Linked DNA regions of Mus musculus: regions 1, 2, 3 and 5 are each linked to region 4. The links are chromatin contacts, called in public Hi-C, HiChIP or PLAC-seq and promoter capture Hi-C maps. All regions are on one chromosome and are shown on one strand. Each heading gives the region's core, a stretch centred on a gene start, on an enhancer-like site or on the middle of the called end of the contact. The rest is flanking DNA. Distances are from core to core; before and after follow the strand shown. Region 1 holds the start of Grap (GRB2-related adaptor protein). Region 2 holds the start of Llgl1 (LLGL1 scribble cell polarity complex component). Region 3 holds the start of Fam83g (family with sequence similarity 83, member G). Region 4 holds the start of Usp22 (ubiquitin specific peptidase 22). Region 5 overlaps Epn2 (epsin 2).

What was found. Promoter capture Hi-C pulls out the DNA fragments that hold promoters and counts their contacts. A called contact is a pair of places that touch in the nucleus more often than the background predicts. HiChIP or PLAC-seq counts read pairs in DNA pulled down with a chosen protein or histone mark.
Region 1: a promoter capture Hi-C map of neural stem cells shows a contact between it and region 4. The contact joins the promoter of Grap here to the promoter of Usp22 in region 4. A contact is called at or near these places in 9 of 39 promoter capture datasets (the 3T3-L1 cell line, the HPC-7 cell line, cranial neural crest and 4 more), 6 of 115 datasets of contacts at active chromatin or transcription factors (the NIH/3T3 cell line, craniofacial prominence, embryonic forebrain and 3 more) and 2 of 9 other capture datasets (adipose tissue and embryonic stem cells).
Region 2: a contact with region 4 is called in a Hi-C map of B cells, with 5 read pairs. The contact joins the promoter of Llgl1 here to the promoter of Usp22 in region 4. A contact is called at or near these places in 2 of 484 Hi-C or Micro-C datasets (B cells and embryonic stem cells), 5 of 115 datasets of contacts at active chromatin or transcription factors (bone marrow-derived macrophages, embryonic stem cells, extraembryonic endoderm stem cells and 2 more) and 1 of 9 other capture datasets (adipose tissue).
Region 3: an H3K27ac HiChIP or PLAC-seq map of extraembryonic endoderm stem cells shows a contact between it and region 4, with 5 times the contacts expected there. The contact joins the promoter of Fam83g here to the promoter of Usp22 in region 4. A contact is called at or near these places in 5 of 39 promoter capture datasets (3T3-L1-derived adipocytes, cranial neural crest, embryonic stem cells and 2 more), 1 of 484 Hi-C or Micro-C datasets (embryonic stem cells), 7 of 115 datasets of contacts at active chromatin or transcription factors (embryonic basal ganglia, embryonic forebrain, embryonic limb bud and 4 more) and 1 of 9 other capture datasets (embryonic stem cells).
Region 5: a contact with region 4 is called in an H3K27ac HiChIP or PLAC-seq map of embryonic stem cells, with 2.8 times the contacts expected there. The contact joins the enhancer-like site here to the promoter of Usp22 in region 4. A contact is called at or near these places in 2 of 39 promoter capture datasets (cranial neural crest and frontonasal cranial neural crest), 5 of 115 datasets of contacts at active chromatin or transcription factors (embryonic forebrain, embryonic hindbrain, embryonic stem cells and 1 more) and 1 of 9 other capture datasets (embryonic stem cells).

The regions. Positions count from the first base shown.
Region 1 is chr11:61,651,991-61,654,690 of GRCm38.p6, forward strand. It overlaps Grap (GRB2-related adaptor protein), which reads left to right and starts at 1,331. Exons shown (of 5, transcript NM_027817.3): 1 at 1,331-1,434. The coding sequence starts at 1,357.
Region 2 is chr11:60,698,268-60,700,967 of GRCm38.p6, forward strand. Llgl1 (LLGL1 scribble cell polarity complex component) reads left to right here and starts at 1,433. Exons shown (of 21, transcript NM_001159404.2): 1 at 1,433-1,674. The coding sequence starts at 1,594.
Region 3 is chr11:61,683,098-61,685,825 of GRCm38.p6, forward strand. It overlaps Fam83g (family with sequence similarity 83, member G), which reads left to right and starts at 1,313. Exons shown (of 5, transcript NM_178618.3): 1 at 1,313-1,958. The coding sequence starts at 1,437. The region is part of intron 9 of Slc5a10 (solute carrier family 5 (sodium/glucose cotransporter), member 10); the gene reads right to left.
Region 4 is chr11:61,173,762-61,176,461 of GRCm38.p6, forward strand. Usp22 (ubiquitin specific peptidase 22) reads right to left here and starts at 1,298. Exons shown (of 13, transcript NM_001004143.4): 1 at 954-1,298. The coding sequence starts at 1,124.
Region 5 is chr11:61,528,164-61,530,863 of GRCm38.p6, forward strand. The region is part of intron 7 of Epn2 (epsin 2); the gene reads right to left. Among named protein-coding and RNA genes, the nearest start is that of B9d1, 24 kb to the left of the region's middle. Within about 2 kb of position 1,383, at least 55 of the 459 cell types and tissues checked have an H3K27ac peak or open chromatin away from gene starts, as enhancers often do. A contact at or near this core is called in embryonic stem cells, where this site is marked.

The sequences.
Region 1 (2,700 bases), core at 81-2,580, 480 kb after region 4:
CAGCCTGGTCTACAAAGTGAGTTCCAGGACAGCCAGAGCTACACAGAGAAAACCCTGTCTCGAAAAACTAACTAACTAACTAAATAAATAATAAAAAATAATTTAGAAATAAAACTAAAAATAAGTAAATAAATGAAATAAAATAAAATAAAAATCTGGCTTCATCTGGATCCATCTGGTACCCATCCCACAGCCTGGGTTCTTTAGCTGTCCCTGTGTGTTTGGAGAATACTGGCTCTCTGTGGTTCCATGTGGTTGCAAATGTATAGCTGTGTTTCTCCGTGTTGTGCTTTACCCCCTAGTACTCACCAGACTGCTGTCTGCATCAGTGTCACAGCCTTCCCTTAACAATCGCAGAGCTGTAATGCCTTCAGACCACAAGCTACAGAAAGCTCAGGTGGTACTCGATGTTTAAAGCACAACAGGGGCCTTATTAGTGAGGTTTTCATAGGTGAATAGGAGCTTCCTGGGCAAGTAGGAAAAGGTGGTGTGCCCACCACAATGGCTCTCCAGCCTGGAGTTTGCTTGTAGTGGAATACCCAAAAGGGTACATGAGGGAGCTGTGTGGAGCAGGTGAGAGGAGACGGTTGGAAGTGTCTTGAACGTAGGCTGGAATTTGGGTTTGAGGTGGTGGGTGCTTAGGAATCTCGCTACAGGTATCAGCAGTTGTCCTGCTTAGTTGTTTTGTTTGTTTGTTTTTTTGTTTGTTTGGTTTTTTGTTGTTGTTGTTGTTTTCAACTTGACACAAGCCAGAGGCAGCTTGAGTTGAGAATTGGCTTGTGGACAAGTCTGTGGGGACGTTTTCCTGACTAATGACTGGTGTGGATGAGTCTGGTTCTCTGTGGGAAGTTCCACCCCTGGGCAGATGCTCTGGGTGTATAAGAAAGTTGGCTGAGCAAGCCATGGGAAGCAAGCCAGTAAGCAGTGTCCCTCCGTGGTCTCTGCTTCAGTTCCTGCCTCCAGGTTCTTGCCTTGGCTTTCCTGATAGACTATAATCTAAGCCAAATAAACCTTTTCCTCCCAAGTCACTTTTGGTTTTGGTGTTTTTCACAGCAATAGAAACTCCATTTAAAACAGATAAGAAATGTGAAGGCTGAGAGACAGAGGCCAAGCACGAGACAGCTCTGCATCGTCCTAATGGGGACTCCCCCACAGCCAAAGTGGGTTTATGAGCACACCCTCTCTGAGCTATGACAAGGGTGACATGTCTTTGCTTCCTGTTTCTCCCCCATCAAGGGCAGTTTCCGGCTGCAGCTTCAAAAGAACAAATACTCAAAACAAAGGAAGTGGTCCTCTCCTGCAGGAAGCAGGAAGCTGTAGCTGCTGGGTCCTCGGCTGAAGCCCAGGGACAGTGGGATGGAGTCCGTGGCCCTGTACAGCTTCCAGGCTACCGAGAGTGACGAGCTGGCCTTCAACAAGGGGGACACGCTTAAGGTACAGAAGGCTGGAGCTGGGCTGAGTGGGCCAACAGGGTTGGTAGGGTTAGAACCAGCACCTCAGAGAGTCCTGGGAGTCTGGGCTGTGAGGGACAGGCTCAGGTTAGCTGCCTCTACCCTCTTCAGTTTCCTCATTTAGGAAAGTGGAATAGTATTTATTACTGATCCTTCCTTTGGGGTCATTTGAGAGTCTGAGGCCACAGAGTCTGGTGGGAGTTGCCTAAATCCCACTGTTTTCTAGGGTTTTGTTTGTTTGTTTTTAAAGAAAAGTTTAATAGACAAATTTTGAGATCAGTAACACAGAGAGAAACAGAGAGACACAGAGGTAGAAATCGTGTGTGTGTGTAAGAGTGTGTGTATGTGTGTGTGTGTGTGTGTGAGAGAGAGAGAGAGAGAGAGAGAGAGACAGAGAGAGACAGAGAGACAGAGAGAGAGTCTAAAATAAGCAGACATTCTAACTTAATTGGGCTAAAATAGCTGAGATTAAGCTGTATTGATGGGAAAGGAGAAATAGAACGCTATACTTCATTTGTTCTCACCTGAGCCACTTTCACTCACAGTGGTTGTCTTCCAAGTCATTAGACACACGAGTGTGTGAAATCTCTACCGGGGATGCCCTTACTTAGAAGTTTGCATATGACAGGAGAGCTGAGGGGGCACAGGAGAGTGGCCATGCTGAACCATGGACACTGGAATGCTAGTGGCCCATCCTGTGCCCTCCACTGCCCCTATTGTGACCCCCTGGAGCAACAGACACAGGGCTAGATGGCTACCACCCTGAGCCCTGGCTCGAAGATTCAAGCACGGAGACAGACTCTTTAGAGCTATCCTGTACATGGGTCCCAGGCTCAGTGTGGATCTCCTGGCTGTGGAAGACCATGGCTTGGCTGCAGTGAGCGAGGCTCAGCAAGGTGTCTGTACGTGTGTAGTGTAGTGTAGTGTAGTGTAGTGTAGTGTAGTGTAGTGTAGTGTAGTGTAGTGTAGTGTAGTGTAGTGTGAGCCAATCTCCATTGCTTTAATTCTTGAGCCTTTCTTTGTTCGGTCCCCTGGGTGTCTAAAGCTCTAAGCTGGGGTCCTAAAGCAACCACATACCTTTGTGCACCCCCTTCTTCAAGCTAAGGTGCTGGTGTATCTACCTAAGTTGTTGGCTCTGGGTCCTATGCACACTCAACCAGTTTGGCCTCAGAAAGACCTGGGGTGGGAGACTGTCCAGATCCAAGTTCAGTTCAGAGGCCTCAGCTACTCTGGAAACCAGCATGGGCCA
Region 2 (2,700 bases), core at 183-2,682, 480 kb before region 4:
AAACAACAGAAGTTATTTGTTGCTGTTTTGTTGTCTGGTGTTTGGGGTTTTTTGTTTGTTTGTTTTGTTTTTGTGACTGCAGTGTAAAATTTCTGGGGATTGGTTACTTGGGTAACCTAATAAACTTTTACTGCAGAGATGAGGGTAGAGAAAGCTGGTGCTGAGGTAGAGCATGTCCTGAGCATTTGCAAGGTTGAAATCCAACATGGGGTAGCACAAGGACTGTAGCCTAGGCCTCTGAGTTGCTTCTGATCATGACTTGTGTGGGGCTGATCTTGGTCTGTGTTGGCTGCCACTGTTTCTTCCTCTGTGCATCTGGGGTGATATCACTTTAAAATTGTGTGGTATCTGTGCCTCTCTCAGTGAGCTCTTAAAATCATTAAGCGTGTTGAGATCAGGAGGGGCCCTTTGCTGTCTAGCCAACCACTTTAGCTACAGCTCGGGAAAGAGCTGTGAGTCCTGAGCCCCAACTCCCAGGGCGGGTTGAGCAACGCTGGTCGTGGGCAGTTTGGAGGTAGCTAGGTCCCTGTTGCTGCAGTGCAGCTGCCTGAGGGTTAAGGGTCAACGCCTCCTCTCTTGACAAAGATGGGAGGACAGGGGCTTGGCCCGCTTAAACTCCTGGGATCTCTCCCAACACTGAGTCCCTCAGCTAGCAGGAAAAGGTTCAGCCTAGAGGCCATTGTCCAGAAGAGAAAAGTCTCGGGAGGTGGGTGGGACAGGAAGAAAGCGGGGGCGGGGCGCAGCTTTGTTCTCGGAGTTCCCTGTAGGGATGGGGGAAACAAGGGGAGAAGCTGTATCCAGCCCGCTCCTGTTCAGCCCTACGTGCCTGCCACCTCCTGCAGCCCTCCGCCCCTTTTCTTTGCCTCGCGTCCCTCTCAAGGATCTTCTGAGCCGGTGCAAACCGAAGTTCTTTGTGTTGGGTCATGAATAATAACTCTCAAGGAATTGAGATTTTCTTTTTTTTTTTTGAGACATAGTTTTACAATGTAGCTTTTGACTGGCCTGGAACTCAGAGAGATCTGCCTGCCTCTGCTTGCCACCTGATTGCCAGAATTAAAGTTATGCACAACCATCGCGGGCTCCTAGAGAGGGGTTCTTCGATAATAGTTGAGACAAAAAGCGTGGTGTGGAATACACACCGGAGGAATAGGCAAAGTAGTGATCCGTGAAAACTGGCCACACAAACTAGATAACAACGGCAAAGATGGGGGAAGTGGGACCGGGAGGGGCTAGAGAATTGTCCCTGGAATTATTAGAATGTTGTTAGCTCAGTCGTGAGTGGAAAACAACCTTTAGCAAACCACAGCCCAGCTTCCCACGGTTGGGACCCACCTTCGGACTACAAGTCCCAGCAGGCCCCGCACCATTGCGCATGCGTGACTGCCCCCCCCCCCCGGCGAGCCCGGCGAGCCCGGGGGCCCCGTCCTCGCCCATTGTCTGGCGAGCAAGGGGCGGCACGGCACGGCGGGCACGCTCACGTCGTGGGTCGGGCGGGCGTCCGTGGCGTCCCGCGCCTCCGTGCAGGCCCCGCCCCGCGCCTCAGGACCGGCGGGGCCGGGCGCATCCCGCGGCGGTGGCGGAGGCGGGCGCAAGATGATGAAGTTTCGGTTCCGGCGGCAGGGCGCCGACCCGCAGCGCGAGAAGCTTAAGCAGGAGCTCTTCGCCTTCCACAAGGTGCGGCGGCGGGGGCGCCGGCGGCTCAGGCGGGCCACATCGGGCCGCCTCTGCCCTGCGAGCGCCGCGCTGCTCGGGTGTGCCTGGTTGGGGTGTCGGGCTGCGCCCCGCGCCGTGCCGTGCGCTTTCGGGCTCCTGGTCTCTGAACCCCTGATATCTCTCCCGGTGTCCCTTGGGCTCAGTGGGGTCCTCCGACCTATCTGCCTTTCGCTCTTGGCCTCTTTTCTTTCATTTTTGGTGTGTAGCCCGGCTCGGCTGAGGGACATTCAGGGCCAGGTTTTGTTTTCTTTAACTCTTAGGCGGGCGAGAGAGGGAAAAGTGGGGGGTGGGGGGGCTGGGAAATCCCTGCGCCTCCACTTTTCTCACCAGGCTCTGCCCTACCTTGGGGTCCCTAGTTCAAGGGATGTGCTGGTCTGTATGCTCAACTGCATTTCAAACCTTAGTGCCTCAGTTTCCCCCGCCATGAAATGAGGCCAGTTTCCCCCTTGTGGATTCTGGATGTCCTTGCGACCCGGCCAGTTCCTGACCTTACTAAAGTTGGAGAGACGAGATACAGAAGAGACCCGGGAAAGGCCTCAGCTCCCACCTAGTCTGCACTGACCAGTATAGAGCCCCACAAGCCTAACTCTTATCTGTACTGGTGGGGCTCTGATTAGATGTTACTTTTATCCCAGAGCCTGTGTGCATCTTGCTGTTGAGGATTCGATTTCTCATTTCCATTACACACGTTAAAAAACAAACAAACAAACAAAAAAAAAAAAACTGAGGTTCAGTAGGGAGAGGGCCGCTTATCTTTCCTTGCCTTGCTGTGTGATAGCAGTGGAGTAGGAGTTTTGAAGCAGCTGCTACTGTCCTGAGTAGAACTTAGGGACCCTGGACTTCTCTTAGGAGGCACTTTCAGGGGGAGACCCTGCCATGGCTCAGTTTTTTCTTGTTGCGATCTCAGCAATGATCAGGGGGTGCCAGGCTTTACAGACACCATAACTAAAGAGCTGCCAGGAGAGGCTTCTCAGATGGGAGCCTCTT
Region 3 (2,728 bases), core at 63-2,562, 510 kb after region 4:
CAAGAGAATAAACTGAGGGTCAGCACATCTTTGTTGAGGGTACAAGACTCACACTCATCACTGCCCCTCTCTGCTCCTTGGGAATGGGAGGTAAGGAGGTGACTCAGGTGCCCGAGGTGGGCAAGAGTGCCAAGCAAGAGCAGGTATGAACCACAGTGTTCACCCAGTGTAAGGCCTGATGAGGACTTTGAGGCTAGAGGTGAAGGGTTTGAGTCTGGGGATCAGTGGTGAGGACTCCAAGGATGCTAACTAGGCTTTGAAGCTTTGAAAGCAGTGAATGCAGGGCAAGGAGGCCTTACTGGAAAATGAACAGTGAGGACATGTCTGGAGGGTACAATGTTGCCATTAGCTTGTCCTCATTAGGTTAAGGCCAGGGTCCACTGGGACTCAAACCAGCTCTATCCTGACCCAGAGATGGTAAGTAGGCTAGAAAGACAGGGCAGTATTGGCCTGGTGTCCTGAAACAAGAAGCTTCAGGAAGGAGCCCTTTGCCAAACTGCACCTGACATCCTGCCCTCAGATAAGGACCTAATGGTCTCCATCACTGGGGAACAGCCAAGAGCTGCGTTTGAGCACAGCTTGGTTCTCTCTACCCTTTTCTGGCGCAGGGTTCAGGCATGTGAGGTGCACCAGGTTCTGCTAGGTGGGATCCCAGCAAGCAGTTGGGCTCAGGACTAATCTGTATCTGGTCTGTGCACATGGAGAGCAAGAGTGTGGAAGCAGTTGGAGCTGGAGCTGGGCCTCGGCCCACGACCCAACCTTCAGTCTACAACTGGACAGCTGAGCATCCCACCCGCAAGACAGAACCGGGCCAGAGATGGACCAGGATCGCCAGCGGGACTGGGGGGCAGAGGAAGACTTCCACGAGGCTTAGAGGCAGCAAATTGTCCAGCCTTGCGCCGTCTGAGGAGATGAATCAGCTTCCGGCTCCGCCCCCGGGGCCGCACGTGACCCCAGGTGAGGGTGGCAGGGTGGGCGGGACCGCCCTTAGTCACCGGCGGTCCAGCCCGGTGCCACCACCAACGCCTGTGGTTCCTCGGGTCGTCCGGTCTGCACGGCGCCACCTGCTTGGTAAGCAAGTCCCTCCTCCGGGTTTGCGAGCCTCACTTGGGCTGGCGTCCCGGCTCTTACTCCGGACTGGGGCGAGGGTCCCCGTCAGCCCCAGCTTATTCCCAGGATTCCGAGAACCTCAGGCGGATCCCAAGACAGAGGCAGAGGACAACCGCGGCCCTGGACGGCTCTGGCTAACCTCGCCACGCCTCGCTCCGCCCACACACTACCCGCCACGCCCCTTCCTTCGCCACGCCCCCGCCCGCCCTCTGACCCCGACCGCGGTCTTTTGCTGATTCCCTCAGGTGCGGTTCTCAGAGGCGCCGAGGCCCCGGAGCCTGAGAGCGCGGTGCCCGTCGGGCCGCGTTCCCACAGCGAGGGCCACCATGGCCTTCTCCCAGGTGCAGTGTCTGGACGACAACCACGTGAACTGGCGATCCAGCGAGTCGAAGCCCGAGTTCTTCTACAGCGAGGAGCAGAGGCTGGCCCTGGAGGCCCTGGTGGCCCGGGGTCGCGACGCCTTCTACGAGGTGCTGAAGCGCGAGAACATCCGCGACTTTCTTTCGGAGCTGGAGCTTTCGCGTATCGTGGAGGCCATCGAGGTGTACGACCCGGGCTCTGAGGACCCGCGGGTCTCGGGCCGCCGCCCCGAACCCCAGGACAACGGAGGCGCGGATGCCAGCGAGGAGACCAGTGCGGCGGGCGGGCCCCCAGCCACGGAGACGCTGCCCTCGCTGGAGTATTGGCCCCAGAAGTCGGACCGCTCCATCCCGCAGCTGGACCTGGGCTGGCCTGACACCATTGCCTACCGAGGTGTGACCCGGGCCAGCGTCTACATGCAGCCACCCATCGACGGGCAGCCGCACATCAAGGAAGTGGTGCGCAAGATGGTCAGCCAGGCGCAGAAGGTGAGGCGCCACGGCGAGACCCCCATTCACCCAGCACGCATGGGCACCGAGACAGCCCCTGGACCTCTGACTGGCCTCTCGGTTGCCTCCTCCGGTGATCAGAAGCTGAATGTCCACTCCCTCTAGCAGGTGGCACTGGGCTTCCAGGCTGAGTGGGCTTCTGTGCCCTCCTGGAGTGTTTCTGAGTTCCCCAAATGCAAACCATGAGCTGTGTGGGAGGAATGCGGCCTTTCTCTCACCCACTCTCCCTTATCTCGTCTCAGACCCAGGAGCAGATAGAAGCTTGCACACATACATGAGCTTGCTGGCAGGGGTCTCGGGAGAGACGTGGAGGCTGGTCTGGAGCCCTGAGGAAATCTGCCTGCTTCCTAGCTGTGCTGTGTGGCTGGTGGTGGTTCTCCAAGCTTTTCTCTGAGTGCTACAGTAGCAGCAGCTGTCCAGGCCAGAGCAGGTGGTACCTATTGAAGGTTTTCACCAGTGGAAGAGGTGAGGGTATTTACTTAGGTTGTGGTTTGCCATCAAGAGGCTCTTCAGGCCTTGTGTGGATTCCCTTAGCTGACAGCCGTTGACTGGGCTGCACAGTGCCCGGCTTTGGGTGACTGCTCCATACTGACACACACACATCTTGAGAAGCTGTGTACAATGCTTGTACAGACAGTCAAACCATAGCTGGGTGGCCATGAATGAGCAGAGGTGTGCCTGATTTGACAGGCAAGGTAGCCCAGCAAGTTGCGATATATCTAGAGCAGGTCTGTCTTCAGGTGGTAGTG
Region 4 (2,700 bases), core at 48-2,547:
GGGCTACACAGAGAAACCCTGTCTCGAAAAACCAAAAAGAAAAGAAAAAAGAAAAAAGAAAAGAACGCCAAGGGCTATAGAGAGAAGTCCTGCCTCGAGAAACTAAAGAGGGAGAGTTTGATGCTTAACATGAAACACCCAGCAGATTTGTCAGTTCTCCCGTTATAAAATGCTACTCAAGATAGAAACAATCAAAATTTTCTATTCCACTTTTCACCTTCAAAATCAAATTGTAATTATGAAGTTTTTTTTAAATTAGAAAATAATGTTTTCCCATCTCCAAATCACTAATAAAATCATCATAGTTGCTGAGATTTACAGGACCCAAAACAACAAAATAGCCACTCTCGAAGGCTGCGGTTGTCAATCACCTCCTACGTCCTAAAAATCTCGCTTCTCAACTCGAGTGCGCGGAGGCCCTGCCAGCCTCAGGTGTCCGCGAAGGGTCTCAGCCCCGGGAACGAGCTGTTATCCACGGAACTACCCTGCAGACCCCAGGCCCCCACCACTACCTTTACAGACAAATACTCCTCAATGGAATGTCCAGACAGATCTTCCTCCTCCTACTCAGATACCCCTCCCCCTCCCATCGTGGGTTCCACCGCCACACTCCCAACAGCGTCCACTAGGTGGTCCCTGGACCCCTCCCAGCACCGTGATGCTTCCTCTAGCCCCCTCCCTGCACCACGACGCTTCCTCTAGCCCCCTCCCCACGTTGCGAGGTTCTCCTTAGTCCCCCTTCCTGCACCGGGATGCTTCCTCTAGCCCCTTCCCTGCACCGCGAGGCTTCGCCTTGCCCATTCCTCGGCCCCACCCCCTCACGGCAAGGCTTCCCCTCACGCCCTCCCCGCAAGGCCAGGCTCCCTCCCCACGACTACCAGGCTTCCCCTCTCCCTCTCCCACCTACACTCCCCGCTTCCCAGCCCGCAGAGCGGCGCAAGCCTTGGGCTCACCTTGCGCTTGCGAGCCTCGGCAGTTCCGCTCCACACGAAGCACTGGTAGATGGCCCGCAGGTTTTGCTTCCAGTTGTCCACCTTGAAGCTGCCCAGGTGCGAGCAGCCAGGCGGCGGTACCGCCAGCTCAGCGTCCATGGCCTCGACCTCAGGCTCCGGCCTGGCCACCATGGCGGGCAAGGCCCGGGCGCGCGGGGCAGGCGGCGACGGGGGCGAGGACGACGCCAGGGCGGCGAGAACAAAGCTGGGGGACAAAGACCGCGTTGAGAACTCAGGCAGGCTACAGCAGCACCCACCGCACGCGCAGCACCCTCTGACTTCGAGGAGGGCGGGGCGAGGCTGGGCGGGACAGGGCGGAGCTGTCCGCGGGAAAGGATAACGTCACCCAGGCCGGCGGCCTTAGTGCGCAGGCTCCGCTGCTCTAGACCCCGCCTATCAGCCCTCCTCTCGCCCGCTGGCTCCAGAGAAAAGCCGAAGGCCTCGGGTTGGGTCAACAGGGTCCCGCCCTCGCGTCACACCATTGGTGGTTTGCCGGTCTAAGACACGGTCTGCGCCTATTATAGGCTTTCGAACCGCCTCCGGAGACGCCAGCGATTTGACGTTTCGAGTCTCTCCTTGGAAGGCGGGGCGTGCTGAGGATTGGGTAAAACTGAGTGTCAGTCAGGCCACTGAACCGGTTTGCACCGGCCTGAGCTCTGCCGCAAAGAGGCGGGGCGACGGAGGGGTGGGGCAGGGTAGGGCCTGCGTCTGCGAGTTCTCTGAAAGGAGGGTTTCTAGGTTCTGTTTGTTGGTCCTTGGAGTTCCTAGTGTGGGCGTTTCTGCAGAGACTGCCATCTTGGCGACTGTGTTGGGTACCGCAATGCCACAGCTGGAGATTGGGCGTGGCAAGAATACAGATCTTCCCTTCCCTAGGATATTATTCAGCGTTATCCTATTGAACTAGAATGCCAACTGGTATACGAATTTTTTTAGTGGCTACATTTTGTACAATATTTTGCACCAAGAAAGATAAAATTAATTTTAACAAGCAGTCAAATAAAGACAGAATATCAAGTCAAATTTTTACATTGGCTTTGAAATATCGTGTTATACAGGTTTGGTATAGCAATTCAATTTGTACTAGCCACATTACACTCTATTATTAAGTAGGAACAGTATAGAGCTATGATGCATTTAGCTCTCCTATCTGAGGGTTACACAGATGTGCAGCAAACCAACTCAGAAGAGAAAATATTGATCTTCTGCCCTACAAATTGTATATACCGAGTAAATAGACACCTCTCTCCTGTTATACCTTAAACAGGATAACAGCTAGGTGTCAAACTCAGGCAGACAGGTACCCATGATGTGGAGCAGTGAAATAATTCTCCAAGACAGAAAAGGCAGAAGAAGTAGAGAGTTCATCGGTGTACTGCAGTAACAGCAGCTAGCAGACAAGACAGCCGAGAAAAATTGCCGACAGGCATTTTGATGTCATGGTTCCGAGGAGCAATTGCAGTTGTGGCTTGTCCAATGAGTACCAGCTTGGTCTTAGAGCAGTGATGGTCGTATTCAGGCTTAGATATGGCTTAGCATGCTATCTTAGTTGGCATTTGAGTATCACCCAGAGAGGAGTTACAGCATAGAGAAGGGGGTGGGTGGGGGTTGGTGTGTCTGTGTATATGAATATTTTGGGAGCTACTCAGGTTGAGGCAGGAGGATCATTTGAGCCCGGAGTTTGTGGTCAGCCAGAGCAAATAGTGAGACT
Region 5 (2,700 bases), core at 133-2,632, 350 kb after region 4:
TTGCATAGTTGTCTTACTCTACCCTATCAATTTGATTAGCATTCCTCCAGCCAAGCCCTGGGATGGTCCCTGCCTCTAAGAAGAAACAAATCATTGTACCAACCTGAAGACAATAGAAAGCCAGGAGCCAGAACACAGGGCAAGAGGGGATTCTGAGAATAAGATGACCACATCTCCATAAACAGACACCCACCCCATGTCTTTAAGAAGAGTGGAGCTGGAGAGATAACTCAGCAGTTACAAGTGATTGACGCTCTTCCAGAGGATAAAATTTGATTCCCAGAACCTACATCAAGTGGCTCACAACCTGTACTGTACTTTCAGCTCCAGGGAATGCAATGCCTTCGTCTGGCTTCCACAGGCACCCCTACACTTGTGGCATACACAAACAAAGAAAAATGAAATAAATCTTTATAGATAAAGTTTCTCAGGCAGAATAAGACAATGCAAAGATTAGGAGTCTGAGAGGATAGGCTGCCTATACCTCACAGTTCAAGACCTGGAGCTTATTACCCCAGCTACCCACCACCAGTCTGGATACCTGCAACACTCCTCCTGAGCCAGCAGCATGGAGAGCCAGTGGGGACAAAGTAATCAAAACTCAGAGCTCTGAACAGAGAATGAAATAAATGCATGCTCAGCTCAAACCCTTGCCAATCCCAAATGACATAGATCATCAGGGATAAACAGTTGAACCCAAATGAGCTGTCAAGTCTCCATTCTGCAAGTAACACTGCAAGTCCAAGGTGTGTGTAACGGGGACTCTGAAAGCTGATGGGCTGAATTTAGTGCCAAATGAATAGAAACCATAGTCACAAGCAGGTAGTCCTGTAGCCAGCAGTCTGCTTCAATCACTCTGTAAAGAGAGTGCCACCCCTAACCCCTAACTCCACAGGAAAGCAGCAGACACGAGGCTGGCCCGCCGCCCTTAGGAGAGAGAAAGGGCAATGAGGCCATCACAAGGCTCTTCTATACCTTCAGGGTCTGGCATCAGTAGGTCCTGCCATGCCACACACCCAATAAATAAAGGCTTATTTAAAGCTCAAGTGAGTAGAAAGGAGAATGGAACCAAGTTCAGAGAGACAGCAGCTTCCGCCTCCTCTGTAGATCCATTCACATGGAGCCCAGTGGATAAATGAATATTCATGTGCACAGCCGGCAGTCACAGTCCATACTGGGGTCATCAAGAAGCCAGAGCACACCTGCTACCGGCAGGCGGAACTTAGGCTCAGTCCTGGCCTTGGCTCTGGTAGGTGGGTAGACTGTAAGGGTGACAAGCCAGCCAAGGCCTTCTGAATTAACAGGCTGTGAGGCCTCTTCAGACCAGGTGGCAGCTTTGTGTATCTAGAACAGAGGAGGAAGTGCCCCGCTGACCTGGCAGGCTCCAACTTCCCTCCTCTGGGCTCTTAGCATTTCCTCCCAAGGCCACTTGGCTCAGCAGTCCCCAGTGCTGCTTGGAAAGAACTGGTAATAACAGGACCCACTACAAATGGTGGCTTTCAGAAAAGCATTCCTTTCATGCAGAGAGTGGCTCTGTGCTGTGGGAAGAGACTTTAATAATTATGAGTATCCTGGGACTGAGGAGTGGCTCTTAGCCACTCAGTTTTAGCAGAGGCTAAGCAGTAAGCCCATATCACAGGCCTGCTCTGGAGCCAGCTCAGAGCTTCAAGAAGCAAAACACCTGCCTGGGTCAAGTAGCTGGGGCCAAACCCAAAGAACACAGTGACTTCAGCATCATTTTTCAATAGCACCTACACAGGACACATAGCTGCTAAAGAGCTAGTGGCCCAACCACAAAGTGCCAACCCATACCACACAAATGAGTACTACCACGGTTTCCAATGACACCTACATGGGGCACATACACAGCACAGCACAAGTTGGGAAATGTATGTGTGTCTGAGCGTAACAATACACAATGTGACCTCAATTCGGTTACACAATGTAAGGGGGAAAGAAGTGGATAGGTAGTTCAGATTTTACCAACAGCTATCTCCATGCTGGAAGGATACACTTTAACTTATCAGGGTGCACAACCTCCCAGCAATCTAAGATGTCCTACCACAAGCTCTGAGCTGGCGGGGAGAGGTGGGGAGGGGACATTTCTGGGCTTTGGTGATCTGTGTATTCCTCCAGTCACCAGTAAAAGTGTCAACTGTGTGGGAGCCGAGAGTGGGCAGGTCCACAGAGAACAGGCACAGGGACCAGCCTCAAGGAGCCGACCATGAGCAGCACCCTTGTTCAGGATAGCTTTAATCCTCACCACCATGTAAAAACAGATAGTGATCATTTGGGCTTTAGTTCAATCTTCTCTTTTGAAAATTAGATTCACAATGGCCAGGAACTAAACACAATGCAAATGTCCAATGGGAGGAGAGTGTACCATGAGTTGCCACATCCACAGGGGATACTTCTGGCCAGGAAAAGACTAAACACCTACTATATTGCAGACATGCTGCCAACAAATGAAGGCCACAGTAATGTGACTTTGCTAATAATATGATAATGTCCACATCAAACAAGTCTTCATGAACCAAGGCATAATAATAGCAAGCTGGTGGCTAGGAGTTGAGTATGGATTCTTTCTGGAGTAATGGAAACAAGTTCCATTCTACCTAGTAACAATAGTTATACAGCTCTGTGAATGTGTGGGGTTTATTGTTTTGTTTTGTTAAATATTCCAGTTTTGTTAAATAGTCG